Regions from separate parts of the Mus musculus genome. Here region 1 is linked to region 2. Evidence: chromatin contacts called from public Hi-C data. All regions are on one chromosome and are shown on one strand. Each heading gives the region's core, a stretch centred on a gene start, on an enhancer-like site or on the middle of the called end of the contact. The rest is flanking DNA. Distances are from core to core; before and after follow the strand shown.

The links. A called contact is a pair of places that touch in the nucleus more often than the background predicts.
Region 1: a contact with region 2 is called in a Hi-C map of rod photoreceptor, with 4 times the contacts expected there. The contact joins the promoter of Lig1 here to the promoter of Rdh13 in region 2. A contact is called at or near these places in 1 of 39 promoter capture datasets (cranial neural crest) and 1 of 484 Hi-C or Micro-C datasets (rod photoreceptor).

What each region holds. Positions count from the first base shown.
Region 1 is chr7:13,277,570-13,281,050 of GRCm38.p6, forward strand. Lig1 (ligase I, DNA, ATP-dependent) reads left to right here and starts at 1,257. Exons shown (of 29, transcript NM_010715.3): 1 at 1,257-1,390; 2 at 2,579-2,652. The coding sequence starts at 2,636. It overlaps Zswim9 (zinc finger SWIM-type containing 9), which reads right to left and starts at 1,152. Exons shown (of 5, transcript NM_177312.4): 1 at 1,075-1,152.
Region 2 is chr7:4,444,246-4,448,123 of GRCm38.p6, forward strand. Rdh13 (retinol dehydrogenase 13 (all-trans and 9-cis)) reads right to left here and starts at 1,412. Exons shown (of 7, transcript NM_175372.4): 1 at 1,202-1,412; 2 at 1-76. The coding sequence starts at 1,266.

The DNA of each region.
Region 1 (3,481 bases), core at 7-2,506, 8.8 Mb after region 2:
TCCAGATAGGAATCTCCATCCCATTTTTGTGGTTCACCTGTTGCCTTCCCAGATTCAGTTGGCATTTAATCAATTTCAATCCTAGTTCCAGTTGCCTTAGATGTGACCTCTAGGTACAAATGGAATCAGTTCTACATATCTTGCCTTTAGCTCAGCTGTGAGCATCTTTGCAAATGTATTCCCAGCTTCTTGCTAAGATTTCTCCTTCTTCCAGATGTGAGTCCTATGCCTGGTGATAATATCTAGTAGTCCCATTCATCTGTAGCTCCCTTTCCCACAAGTCTACATTTGAGTGTAACTCATATCTACTCTCATAGCTAAGGCATGAATCTCTCATCCCAGTCATAATCCTCATACACCTTTCTTCTCCCTAGGTGTATCAAATGTGCAGCTGTTGCCCCTCAGATATGACTGCCTTGAACTGCTACTTTGATCTGTGTTTTTTGCTTCCCAGAGATGCTCTTATCTCCAGATGTGCTGCCCATGTCCAGTCAGGGATCATTCGCCTACAGGGGTGTGGCCCACTTGTGGCAAATTCAACTCAGAAGTGTCACCAATAGTCATCTTTGGTCCATACTCCTAAGACTTATTCTCCTCCTGGGCCAAGTTGCAGTCCCCTCTTCCCAGAAATTGCTACTATTCTCAATGTGTATCTTCGTTTTGGACACGGCGCCTTGTCCTCAGATGGGCTTCTTCACTACTAATGCTCCCCCGGGCCCCCACGTCCCGCTGAGCCTCTTGTCCCTTGCACAGCCCCTTTTATCCAGTTCCCACCTCTCGAGACTCTCTCAACCTGTCTCTCCGCTGCTCCTCCCGGCCTGACCATCCCACATAGCGGTGCTTCTCCACTCCTAAAGCTGTGCACCCTTCCGGCCCCCTCCCCCTCAACTCACCTACCCAACCCAAAGCGGCGTCCACCTCCCACAATGCCTCGCGCCCAAGCCCAGCCCGGCCCTTGCTCCCGGGATGCCCCGCGCGGTATCCCGCCTTTCTTCCCCTAGTGCCTGGCAAGGTGGCTTTCCACCAACCCTTCTCTTCTCCCCGACTGTCACCCTTACGACCTCGCAGGCTCACCGGCTCATCCACAGGGAGGACAGGCTTGGGGCCGCTTCCCAGCATGCTGTGCGGGACAGCGCCCCTCCCTCTCCCCACTCTGTCCCATTTCTAGGCTGCCTCACGCTCTAGAGACTACAACTCCCAGCAGCCTCCGGGCGATAGTTGCGGCACGCGCTACTCGCAGGCCCCCGCCCTTGCTCGTCTCCGCCCCCTCCCGCCAAAGTGCGCGCGAAATCTGTGTGGCGCGAATTTGGGGATTTCGGGTTTGCGTCTCTGAGCGAGCGAGCGAGCGAGTGAGCGAGTGTGGCGGCGTCCGGCAAAGTGATTTGGAGAGGCAAGTGGGGACGTGGGCACGGGCTTGGGGCTGGGGTCGGCGAGAGTGCCGAGCGCTTGTCGCCAGTGAGCTTTGCAGGTTCCGGGTGCGGCCAGCGGAACGGGAATGGGGACGTCGCGGCGACCGAGGGCGCAGGAGAGAGGGCAGCAAGGAGCCGTGTACAGGGAGAGCCACTGGCTGACTGGCTGACTGATTGACTGGTTGACCAAGGCCGCAGGAGTTTTGGTGTCTGCGGAGGACTGGTGGCGGCTTGGAAGGGCGTGACTAGGGAGAAAGCCTGGCGGTGGGCGTGGCCATCAGAATTAGTGGCGCCAAGAGAAGAGGGGCGGCCTGGGGCCGGAAAGGAAGGCTTGAGTGTGGTGTTTCACCCTGGACGCCTGCTATCAATCGGTGTGGGATGCTTGGTGTTATGGGACGCTTGTAATGAAAGCAAGGTGACGTCATTGGTCAGATAGTGGTCCGATTTGAAGACTAGAGAAGCTTGGCGCGATGAGTGTCAGGAGCCAGGGAAAAGGTGAGCTTGGCTGCCAGAAGGGGCACGGATGGGATAAGACTGGAGATCTGCAGACACTTAGGGGAGGGTCAGGTCTTGTTGCTTAGTGTATATGGAGTTGAAGAGGCAGAGAAACTTGAACAGGGAGGACAGAGGGAAGTTGTCAGGGTGAGGATGGACATTTGGAAAGGGAAGCTGGCCTTTGGCATTTGGCAGCCAAGGAAGGCTTCAGATATAGCTTAGTGGTACAGTGTTTTCCTAGCAGCAACAGACCCTGCCTGGGTTCTATCTTCAGTAATATAAAGGGGAAGGGGGCAGATAACGAAACTTAACTCTCAAAGAATAAAAATGTGAAAAAAAATAAATGTCAGTAAAATTTTCTCATTCTATGGAGAGCAGTCACCATTAAGATAGATCCACCTGTATCTATCCCATAATGCTGGGTTTACAGGCATGTACAACCATGCCTGCCTGACATTATTATTATTATTATTATTATAACATGGGTGCTGGAGATTCAAACTCATGTTCTCTCTCTCTTTTTAACAGCAGGCACTCTTACCCACTGAGCCGTCTCGGCAGTCCCTGAATACACTTGTTCTTTTATTTCCTTAAGAGTTGTGTTCCCCTTTCCCCCAAGTCTTAGTCTCTGGCACAGCCAATATCCTTAGCTGGTCTTTGGATTTCTTTTTCAGGTACAACTGATGAGAAAAAAAGAGCAAGAGAGGAAAGGAGAGACTTCTGCTGCCAACATGCAGAGAAGTATTATGTAAGGCCCCTGCCATGCTCAAGGCACTTTGTGTTGTGATGTTTCCTGGGAAAATGAGAGCTAACATTCACCCCAGATAAGGGCATTGATGACAAGCCAAAGAAATGATTCCACCAAAATTTAGCTTAGTAAAACAATTGAGTTATATGGTGTTACCTATAGGAAAGCTGATGCATCAGAGGCAACTACATCACTCCTAAGCTCACTTCAGCATGGGTGATGACTTCTGAAAGTTGCATCCCTGGAGCTATCTGCTCAACCTGCAGGCAATTCCACTGAAGAGACCCCTCACCCTCAGCAATTGCTGAACTACTTATGTAAACCTTGGGGAGGGGCTAGTGAGTCTTACAACTTTCTGAGCCTCTTCAGTGTTTTGAGCTTCCTGATTCTTGCCATCCCTCTTCCTTGCAAGAGGGAGTGTCCACATAATTCATTCTCTAAAACCCTGGGTTTTCTGCTTCATAGCTGCCTTTTCTGAGAAGACCTTGAGGGAGACCTGAAGTTGAAATTTCCTAGTGTTGAGTAGTCTAGAAAATGGGAAAAATTAATTAATTAGTTAATTAATTGCAGGCTGTGGATCCCTAATGTAGTAGTTTTCAGTCATCAGTTTTGCCCCCTGGAAACGTGGCAATGATTGGAGACATTTTTGGTTCTGACAGTTTAGGGGTTCTGTAATCTGCTTTTGATATCTAGCGGACAGAAGTTAGACATGCACTAAACCTCCCTCAGTGCGCTGGACAGCCTCAGTGCTAGTTCATAGCCTGTGTACTAATGCGATGTTTCATGTTTAAGAATGTGAAAGAGGAAGGCACTTGGTTTCCATAGTTGT
Region 2 (3,878 bases), core at 162-2,661:
GTTGGCTCCTGTCACGATAACAGTCTTCCCAGGTATGGTGGCCTTGCTGGGACAAGCCCCACCAGCGACATAGTCCCTGAAGGTGAGAAACAGCACAGTGAGTTCTGTCTGCCTCGTGCCTGCCTCAAGATTTATGAGCTGGGGCAAAGCACTCGTAAGCTCACATCCATCACCAAAGCACCCAAACACACGGGAGTCCTCGTCATGGCCTCAGAAAAGGATTATACGTTGGAACATCTCCAAGAGGTAACAATCATTTATTCATACTTTTATAAAAACAAAAGACAATAGCCAGAAGTGGTGGTACACACTTGCAAGCCCAGTACTCAGGAGGCAATGGCAGGAATACCAGGAATTTAAGGTCATCATCCTCGACTACAGAGCAAGCTCAAGGCCAGCCTAGGCTACATGCTGCCTTGTCTATAGATGGATGGATGGATAGACAGACAGACAGACAGAATGCATGACGTTGGAAGGAGCATGTGTCAGAAGGGGTCCATGGAAGTTGGAGAACAATGATTGGGAAGCGGGTGTGTATACATCAAGAAGCTGGAGAGATGTCTCAGCAGTAAGAGCACTGCTGCTCTTACAGAGGACCCAGGATCAGCTCCCAGCACCCCACACGGTGACTCACAATAACTCCAGTTCCACGGGATCTAACATCTTCTTTTAACCTCCGAAAGCATAGCATATGCATACATGCGGGGGGGGGGGGGGCGGGGAGGGAAACACCTCATGTAAGCTGTTAGCGGTGACAGACACGCATGTCCTTGGTCCCAGCACTCAGGAGGCAGAGGCAGATCTCTCGTGAATTCAAAATCAGCCTGGTCAATATAACGAGTTCCAGGCCAGCCAAGGCTTCATGGTGAGACCCAGTCTGAAAAACGCAAGGAAGGAAAGAAGGACGGGGGAGGAGAGGAAAGGGAAGAAAGGAAGGAAGGGGAGGCAAACAGGCTGGGCAAAGAGGAAAGGGTAGAGAAGGAGTGGTCCAGAGATAAAATGAGCACAAGATCCATGCTCCACCCCTTCTCCCTAGGTGACCTTGAAGAGGTGACCCGCCCTCCTCTCCCGGAAAAGCCATACTAGTGAGCGGGAAGAATTCGTCCGAGGACTTAGGACAAGGGATACTTCTCTGGCCTTGTTTGGCATTCCCCTGTCGCAAACCTACCACCAAGCGCGCAGAGAAGACGCGCAGACTCACTTGAGCAGCACGGTGCCGCCGATCACCGTGCCCACTACGGACACCGGCAGCAGAAAGCGGCTCATCCCAGGCTGGGGAAAAGGGTGTCCGTGGGTCTGCACTCCAGGCCACTCCGCGGACGAACGCGCTGCCCAGGAACCCACGTGCGCTCGAGTAGCGTGAACGTGGAATCACACAGCCACCAGAACCCGGCTATGGGGAGTGACCAGATGTGGAGGCGGGGCTTTAGGAAGTAGGCCCATGGCGCACTTAATGCTGGGAAACGTAGTTTCTGGAGATGGAATGCGGCCGAGGTTGACAGGCGTGTCAGCTACCAGATCAAATGTCATCACACTCAACCAATCCAAGGGCGTCCTGAAGTTCGGGAAGAAAAAGAGAGAGAGAGAGAGAGAGAGAGAGAAAGAGGGGGGGAGGGAGGGAGGGAGGGAGGGAGGGAGGGAGGAAGGAAGGAAGGAAGGAAGGAAGGAAGGAAGGAAGGAAGGAAAGAAGGAAGGAAAGAAGGAAGAAATAAAAAAAATAGTAGCTGGGTGGTAGTGGTGCTCGCGTTTAATCCCAGCATTACGGAGACAGGAGCAGGCAAACCCATAAGTTTGTGGCCAGCCTGTTCTACAGAGGGAGTTCTAGGAAGCCAGATCCATGCAGAAGAATACTATCTGGGAGGAAGAAAATAAATAAAGTAGATAGATAGATAGTTTGGTACCAAGCATTTCCATTTCCAGACATCGAGACCCTGTAGAATGAACCATGGTTTTTCTCCTCTAAATAATAGTTAATGGTAGCACTTTCTGTGTAGGCCTTGTGAAGGAGGGAAGAAGGCTGGGACCTGGACCCCTGGGTCTGAGGGAGGAGGGTGAAGTATAGATTCCTGAGTCTGAGGGAGAAGGGTAGGATTTGGACTCTTGTGTTTAAGAGTGGAAGTCTGGGGTGTGGGCTTTGGATCTGAGGGAGGAAACTGAGACCTGGACCATTGGATTTGAAGGAAAAGAAGGATACTGGCTTTAAAACAACAGTGAGATGGTGCATGGGGTAGAGACACTTGTCATACAAGCTTTGCAACTTGTGTTTGATTCCTAGAACATGGTGGAAAGATAAAATCAACTCCCAAAAGTTGTCCTCTGACCTTCCACCACGGCATGTATGTGTCCACACACTTATACACCAAAAGGAAAGAATAATATATTTAAAACATACTAAAGTGTTAGTGTCTAGAAGCAGGAGAGGAGGAAAGGAAGACAGACAGACAAACAGACGAACGGACAGAAGGAAGGAAGGAAGGAAGGAAGGAAGGAAGGAAGGAAGGAAGGAAGGAAGGAAGGAAAAGAAAGGAAGTTAGGAAAAAGGCTATAGACAGTGGACAAATACATCCTGTCACTAGAAAATGTCAGCACACTTGACACCTGTTTGTCTTCATGAAGGTGACAAGGAGATAAATATTTTTCAATTATCAGATTGGCAACATTATAATAAATATTCAGTGTTGGCAAGGATCAGGGGAAACTCCCTGTTGGTGGGAGTCAATTATCTGGTGTTCCTGAAAGTCTAGTCAGACACCTGTCACAGGATGATCCGTGTATACTATTGACCCAGACATTCCCTTTGTAAGAAGTTATACTTAGGAAATGATTGGTCATTCCAAAAGAAAAAAAGAACAACTGGCCTTAGTGTGCACTTGTGAGTGCTCACTCACAACTTCTTGCAACTTACTTAACACCTCTTGTGTTCCAAGCACAGCTACTGAATTCAATCCTTACCACACAGTTTCCCTGACAGTAACAGTAAAGGCTGATTCTCCTGGGACTGGAAAGGTAGGTCAGTGGCACTTGCTGCTGCTGCAGAGGACCCCAGCACCCAACAACCATGTCTAACTCCAGTTTCAGGGATTCAGACGCCCTCTTCTGGCCTTCCCAGGCACTGCACAAAAATGGCTCAGAGACAACTCAAGCAGGTACAACATTCACACATAAGATAAATAAATAACTTTTCATTTAAAAAGAGTGTTTTTCAAATGTCTGAGAGCCTTCATCTACCACAAATGTGAGGAGGTGTCCTAGTTAGGGTTACTATTGCTATGATAAAACACCATGACCAAAAGCGAGTTGGGGAGGAAGAGGATAATTAGAAAGGATTACAGGCTGTGATCCAGCTAGTCCAACAATGGCTGTCTACCAATGACCAAAGAATTCAGTAGTTGTTCAGTCCAAGAGGCTGGTCTTCAGTGTGTACCAGAATCCTGAAGAATGACACTCCAATGACAGTGAAACAATGGACTTGGAAAGACCGTGGTTGGAAAATTGGCACCTGGAGTTGGGTGTTGCTGTGACAGACCTGACCATGTGTTTCAGGGAGGATTGTGAAAGAACCTTGGAACTCTGGGCCTTTGAGTGTTGAGAGCTTAGTGGGCTGCTCTGTGGAAGCTTAGAAGATAAGAATGTTGAGAGCACACCAGCCAGCAGCACTCCTTCACGGCCTCTGCATCAGCTCCTCCCTCCCGGTTCCTGCCCCGTTTGAGTTCCTGTCTTGACTTCCTATGATGATGAACATGATATGGACATGTAAGTCAATAAATCCTTTCTTCTTCAACTTGCTTTGATCATGGTGTTTCATCTGACTAAAATGGTAAGAAGAAGACAAGCAGAAAAACCACAGTGGGTGCTACATTTTTTGTTTTGTTTGTTTG